Regions from separate parts of the Mus musculus genome. Here region 2 is linked to region 1. Evidence: chromatin contacts called from public promoter capture Hi-C data. All regions are on one chromosome and are shown on one strand. The core of a region is the stretch at or near the end of the contact, and the rest is flanking DNA. Distances in the headings are between cores, read along the strand shown. Region 1 holds the start of Wrap73 (WD repeat containing, antisense to Trp73). Region 2 has its middle 35 kb from the start of Ttc34.

What was found. Promoter capture Hi-C pulls out the DNA fragments that hold promoters and counts their contacts.
Region 2: a contact with region 1 is called in a promoter capture Hi-C map of second pharyngeal arch cranial neural crest. The contact joins the enhancer-like site here to the promoter of Wrap73 in region 1. A contact is called at or near these places in 5 of 39 promoter capture datasets (the 3T3-L1 cell line, cranial neural crest, embryonic stem cells and 2 more), 5 of 115 datasets of contacts at active chromatin or transcription factors (embryonic basal ganglia, embryonic forebrain, embryonic stem cells and 2 more) and 1 of 9 other capture datasets (embryonic stem cells).

What each region holds. Positions count from the first base shown.
Region 1 is chr4:154,140,768-154,143,722 of GRCm38.p6, reverse strand. It overlaps Wrap73 (WD repeat containing, antisense to Trp73), which reads right to left and starts at 1,351. Exons shown (of 12, transcript NM_021499.2): 1 at 1,210-1,351. The coding sequence starts at 1,278.
Region 2 is chr4:154,801,133-154,803,906 of GRCm38.p6, reverse strand. No RefSeq gene overlaps it. Among named protein-coding and RNA genes, the nearest start is that of Ttc34, 35 kb to the left of the region's middle. RefSeq lists an enhancer at 757-2,006. Within about 2 kb of position 1,321, at least 12 of the 459 cell types and tissues checked have an H3K27ac peak or open chromatin away from gene starts, as enhancers often do. A contact at or near this core is called in second pharyngeal arch cranial neural crest, where this site is marked.

The sequences.
Region 1 (2,955 bases), core at 102-2,601:
CTGCTAAGCAGGTCCTACCCTGACACTTCCTACATTGTTAGGATGATGTGTATAAGGAGGGTAAAGGATGTCTCAAAAGCCTGGACAAACACAGCAGGGGTGTGAACTGAGAATCAAGACAGCCAGGCATGGTGGCATGCTCCGTTAATCCCAGCACTCAGGAGACAAGGGGCAGATCTTTGAGTTCAAGGCCAACCTGGTCAGAGCTACAGAGAAACCCTGTCAATCAGTCAATCAATCAATCAATGGTATCAGTCAGTTAAAAAGAGAATGATAGATTAATCAAAGAAAACTTGTTAAAAATTAGGATTGCATTTGTATGTGAGAAGGGTCAGGCACTAGTTACGGCTTATGTGGAGGCCAGAGGACAACATGCAGGAGACAGTTCTCTCCTTCCATTAAGTGGGTCCTAGAGCTGGGACTCAGGTCATCAGGTTTGGTGGCAGGTACCGTTACTAGCCAAGCTACCCGACTGGCACGGAACCACAGTTTTTTAAAATAAGACTTGAGTTTTCCCTGATGGCTTCCTAACGTCAGCCTTCTACAAATGCACAATGGTCATGTTGGCGTACCTTGAAACACCCATCTGAACACTATTCTGCCACCCAAAGAATAGACAGCTAACATCCAACCCTGGCAATGAAAGCTAGTTATTTAAACCATTTGCTTATGACGAGTTTCACAAAGGAGGGCCCCGTTTAACCAGCTCGCTCACAGAAAACATACAAAATAGCAATGAGCTGCCATCCCCTGTGCCCTCAAATGTGTGAAAGCAGAGTCATCTTATCCAACTTTGATGAAGGGAAACTGGAGCCGGGAGCCTGGCACCCACCCAGCCCTGGCCACCTGCTCCAAGACCTCCTTCCTAACCCTGACCACCTGCCAGAATAGCAACCCCAACTCCATCCCCACTCTGCTCCACGTCCTCTTTCTCCACCCTGGTCACCTGCCAGGATCCCCCAGCCTGGCTGGCCTGGATCCCTCTTCGGCTTCAGGTTCGTTCTCTCTAATCATCTGGTTCTCCCTCATCTGGGCTGAAACCCCTCTGCCTGCCTCCCTCTCCCACCTCCCACCCCGCCCCCTAAGTCCAGCCTGAGTCCCCGCGGCCGCCCGGCTCGGGCCCCCTTCCCGCCCCCCTTCGGCCCGCCCCGGCCCCGTGCACAAGTCGCGCGCCCACACTTAGGTTCCGCCCAGCGCGCCGCAGCTCACCAGGTACTTGCCGTCCGGGGAGAACCTGCAGAGCAGGCCCGAGAGCTTGAATGACTCCGAGAAGTTCATGGCCACGGCCAGCCCGGGCCAGCCCGGCTCCGAAGTACCTCCCGCAACCGCCCCAGGCAGCGGCCGGAAGTACAGGGGCGGAAGCGAGCAGCAGCCAATGGGAGCCTCAAGCGGCCGCGCGGCATTGTGGGGCGGGAAGTCCGAGTTTGAGTCTTAAAGGGGCTGAGCGCCTTTGCGCTATAGCGGATCTCCCTGCAAATCCCGAAACGGAAGGCTGAATTCTGACTTCAGATAAATCACAAAATAAATATGTTCCCAAAAGTTACCCGGGGCATACTTAGACTAAAAGACTCCCTTATCTGAAATTCAGGTTGTAACTAGACCTCTGTACTTGTGAACATACATTTATTTACATGTAAATGCGTATTTATGTGTAAGTATATAGTCGTATTTCGATACACCTCTTTAGTAGATAACAAATTTTTTGTTACAGGAGCTGAGAGTGCGGTTCTATTGGCAAAATGATTGCTTAGCATATATGAAACCCAGGTTTTGGTCCGCAGCATCGCATAAACCCCGCACGATGGTTTGCATTAAAAAAAAAAAAAAAATCCTACACCTGAAACCAGAGACGCAGATGTTCAGGGCATCCTTCGCTACCTATAGAGTTGGAGGCTATGCAGGGCTGCGTGAGACCCTTTCTCAAACAGAACAAAGCAAAGTATTTTCCACGTATAAGTATAAATATAGGTTTGCTTTGAGGTTTTCCTGAGAGCGACCACCTGCAGCGTGACCTCGTGACGTTCAAGTGCTTCTCAGGTCTGTGGCGGAACGAATTCGAAGGCATGTGGATCTCGTGGGTCGCCTCACCTTTTTGGAGGTTCTAGTTAGAGTGTGGACTTGATTCAGAGGTGTGGCTCGGTACCCGGGACGGCAGCCTCGGTGGGCACGTAGAATACAGCACCAACTGGACTTCAGACCAGGATCGCTCCCCAAAGCGCTCTGCTCCCTCCCTCGCGCAGCACCCCGCGTCCTGTGCCCCACAAGGCTCCCCATTCCGGTGTCATTCGGGAGGTTGGATGTTCCTGTCTGCACCCAAAGCTTCAGAGGATCACTTAAGGCTCAGCCACTGCCTTTGGAGCTAAGTTCCGAATTCTGAAAGACCGGAATCTAGTATTGCTCGGTCCAGCTCATAGCTCCCAGTCTCTTCCGCACCGCTGCATCTAATTTCCACGAATGAATGAATGAATGAATGAATGAATGAATGAATGGCGGTGCTTGCACCATTCGGAGAGGATCTGCAGAGTGCGCGGCCAGCGTCCTGGCATTTTCTGTTCCCAACCAGTCCCAAACTCTTGCTTGGTATTCATCTTTGTCTCTAATCTGCAGCTCGCAAATAATTACTCCTCGTAGCTATTGGCCTAACACCAGGTCAGGCTTTCGAGTTCGAGAGAGATTCGGTCTGCTCCAACCCACCTCCCTTGCAACGCCACTAGCTGCACTAAAGCGACTTCCAGGGCATGTGGGAACACCTTGGGCAAGGACCACTCTGCAGTGCCACTAAGGGGTCCCACAAGGACCCAACTCCTTCTGTGCGCCAGACTACGGGTCTGCGTGGTAGATGAGGGCACCGGAGACCGCTCACTTGCCCAGAGGGGAGATGGCGGGTGGTGAAGAAGACTTCTTGAGCCAGAGAAGAGTCCCCTGACTAACTCCGAGCCGCTCTATGTGCACAGT
Region 2 (2,774 bases), core at 72-2,571, 660 kb before region 1:
GTGTGTGTGTGTATGTGAGTGAGTGTGTGAGTGTGTATGTATGTGAGTGTGTGTGTATGAGTGTGTGAGTATGTGTATATGAGTGTGTGAGTGTGTGTGTATGTGAGTGTGTGTATATGAGTATGTGTGAGCATGTATGTGACTGTGTGAGTATGTGAGCGTGTATGAGTGTGTGTATATGAGTGTGTGTGAGTGTGTGTGAGTGTGTGAGTGTGAGAATGTGTGTGTATGTGAGTGTGTGTGAGTGAGTGTGAGAGTGTGTGTATGTGTGTGAGTGTATGTGAGTGTGTATATGGGAGTGTGTGAGAGTGTGTGTGTGTATGTGAGTGAGTGTGTGAGTGTGTATGTATGTGAGTGTGTGTGTATGAGTGTGTGAGTATGTGTATATGAGTGTGTGAGTGTGTGTGTATGTGAGTGTGTGTATATGAGTATGTGTGAGCATGTATGTGACTGTGTGAGTATGTGAGCGTGTATGAGTGTGTGTATATGAGTGTGTGTGAGTGTGTGTGAGTGTGTGAGTGTGAGTGAGCATGTAGGTTACAGGTCAGTATCTGTGTCATTCTTTATTACTTTCCTCCTTACTTTCCGAGATAGAATCTCTTTGGAGCCCTCTGATTTGGCTTTACTAATTGACCAGCAAGCCCGAGGGATCTCCCTCCTACTCACCGCTGCCCCTCCATAGTGCCACTATGTCAAGCTTTTTACATGGGGGTTGAGGGTTAAACTTAGGCCTTCATGGAAGTACTTCACTGCCTCATCAGTTGGCCTGTGGTCTGGGGACTGGTCAGCTCAGACCCTCCCTCCTCACCCACGGGGTCACCCTGTGGTGGTCCATTTCGTTGCTTTCTCTCCCGTAGTTCTGGAATTTGGGCCCAGATGTCTTCATTAACTAATGATTATTTCAGTTTCTTTAGAAAAAAAAAAACTAATCAGAGACATCCCAAGCTGCCAATCTGAGGTTTGATCAGCCACGATAACCAGCGTGCCCACACGGTGCTGGTGGGATTCCAGCCTGGAGCACGGAAACTTGACATTCTCGACAGCCTGGAAATGTAGGATTTCCGTTTGCCTTGTAATGTGGAGCCAGCTCAAGGGACCCCCATCTCCCACTTTGCAGCCCTCCAGCGGGGGGCCTCTTGGGACCATATGGCTTGGCGGTGGGGTAATGTGCTCTCTGGGGATACTCGATGCCCCTCTTCCCTCTTTGCTCCTCCAGGATGCTTCCAGAGCCCTTTCTGGGCTCCCCAGCCTGCAGGTTGCAAGCAGGGGATCTGAGGCCCAGGGCTGGCAGTGCCGGCCCCCTCCCCCTCGGAGCTCACCGGTTCTGCGCTATCATGCCCTCTATCGCCTTTGTGTGAAACGTAACCCACAAAATGCTTTCGTGGTAACCTTATCCATCGGCAGCCAGCGATAGCATCTTGCGGCCCGTGACGGGCAGGAACTCGAAAGCATGGAGTTAATAACGCAGACTTTCAAAAAATGAGGCTGGCAGAGGGAGACGAGGGCGGGAATAAAGGGGGCCGGTGTGGTTGTAATTGGGACCATGTGAACTTCCTCGGAGGAGGATTAGGAGGAGAGACAGGCCTTGCCCGCGAAGATTAGTTTCAATTAGATGGGCTGGAGGCGAAAGGCCGGGCTCGGTGAAAGATTAAAACAAGAAGGAGAAAGTTTCCGCGGCGGAGGCTCCGGGCCTGCAGCAGGGGCCGGCGAGATCCGCTAATTGAAGGCAAAGCGTGCACCGGGCTCGGAAGAACGCCCATTAATTGATTCGATGCTGGTCTGCTCCTAGGCCTTTCCCGCTCACCCCCATTCTTAACTTACTTCCAGATACTCATTTGTGTTTGAAATCAGGGGGGTGGGGCAGGGCCTGCCCTGCCTGAGCCCCTCAGGTAGGGGGAGGTGAGAAGGGCTGTGGTCAGTGGGCCAGACACCAGCCTGGTCATTTGGGGGTTCTTTCCTCTGCCTGGGGCCACTGGGTTTCCCAAGTGGAGGTGTGAAGGTTTATCCTGGCTGCACTCGATCAGCCACCATCAGGCTCCTGAGAGGCTTCAGTGGGACCCTCAAACAGACTGTGCCTCTGGGCTTGGGGTTTCTCTATGCTTTCAGAGCTAACCTGTATTTCTCCTTCCATGTTTCCATCTACCTACCCCCCTCACTGCCCTCCCATTCACTCAACCGTTCACCTTTCCAAAATCATGAATTCACCTTTAACCCTCTTCTCCAGTTCTCCTTCTTTCTTAACCTCTGGCCTCTATTCCTTTGAAAACAGCTTTCTCAATAAACATGTCTCCATTCGAATGTTTTCCGTCCTATGCTCTGAGTCCCCATGCATGGCTGGTGACTTGAAGCGCCATCTTGAATACTTGGGCTGAGGACAGGAGGGTGACACCCCTCTCTCTCTAGTCCCATGTTGTCTCCCCTTTTCCTTTGAGACCCAGCTATCTGCCAGGTGGTCTCCTCTATCCCAAAACCATCCGTATTTTCTTCCAGATGTTATGGAAAGGTGAAAACTATGACACGTGAGGAACTTCAGAGAGAGGAGGAGCCAAGAGCCGAGGGGTATATGGTGCCGGTGGCTCTGAAGGAGCCTGGTTCTTGGGTCTTGAGTTCTAGCTCCAGAGAGGAAGGAACAGGGATTGTCCAGGGGATGGTGTGACCTCTGTTGTCCTTGTTTCTTAAAGAGGCAGAAAAGAAACCTGGTCCCAATTCATGGTCCACAGATTCAGTCCTGCCTTCCACCTGATGAGGTACAGAGTCCAGGGGATGGCTGTGCT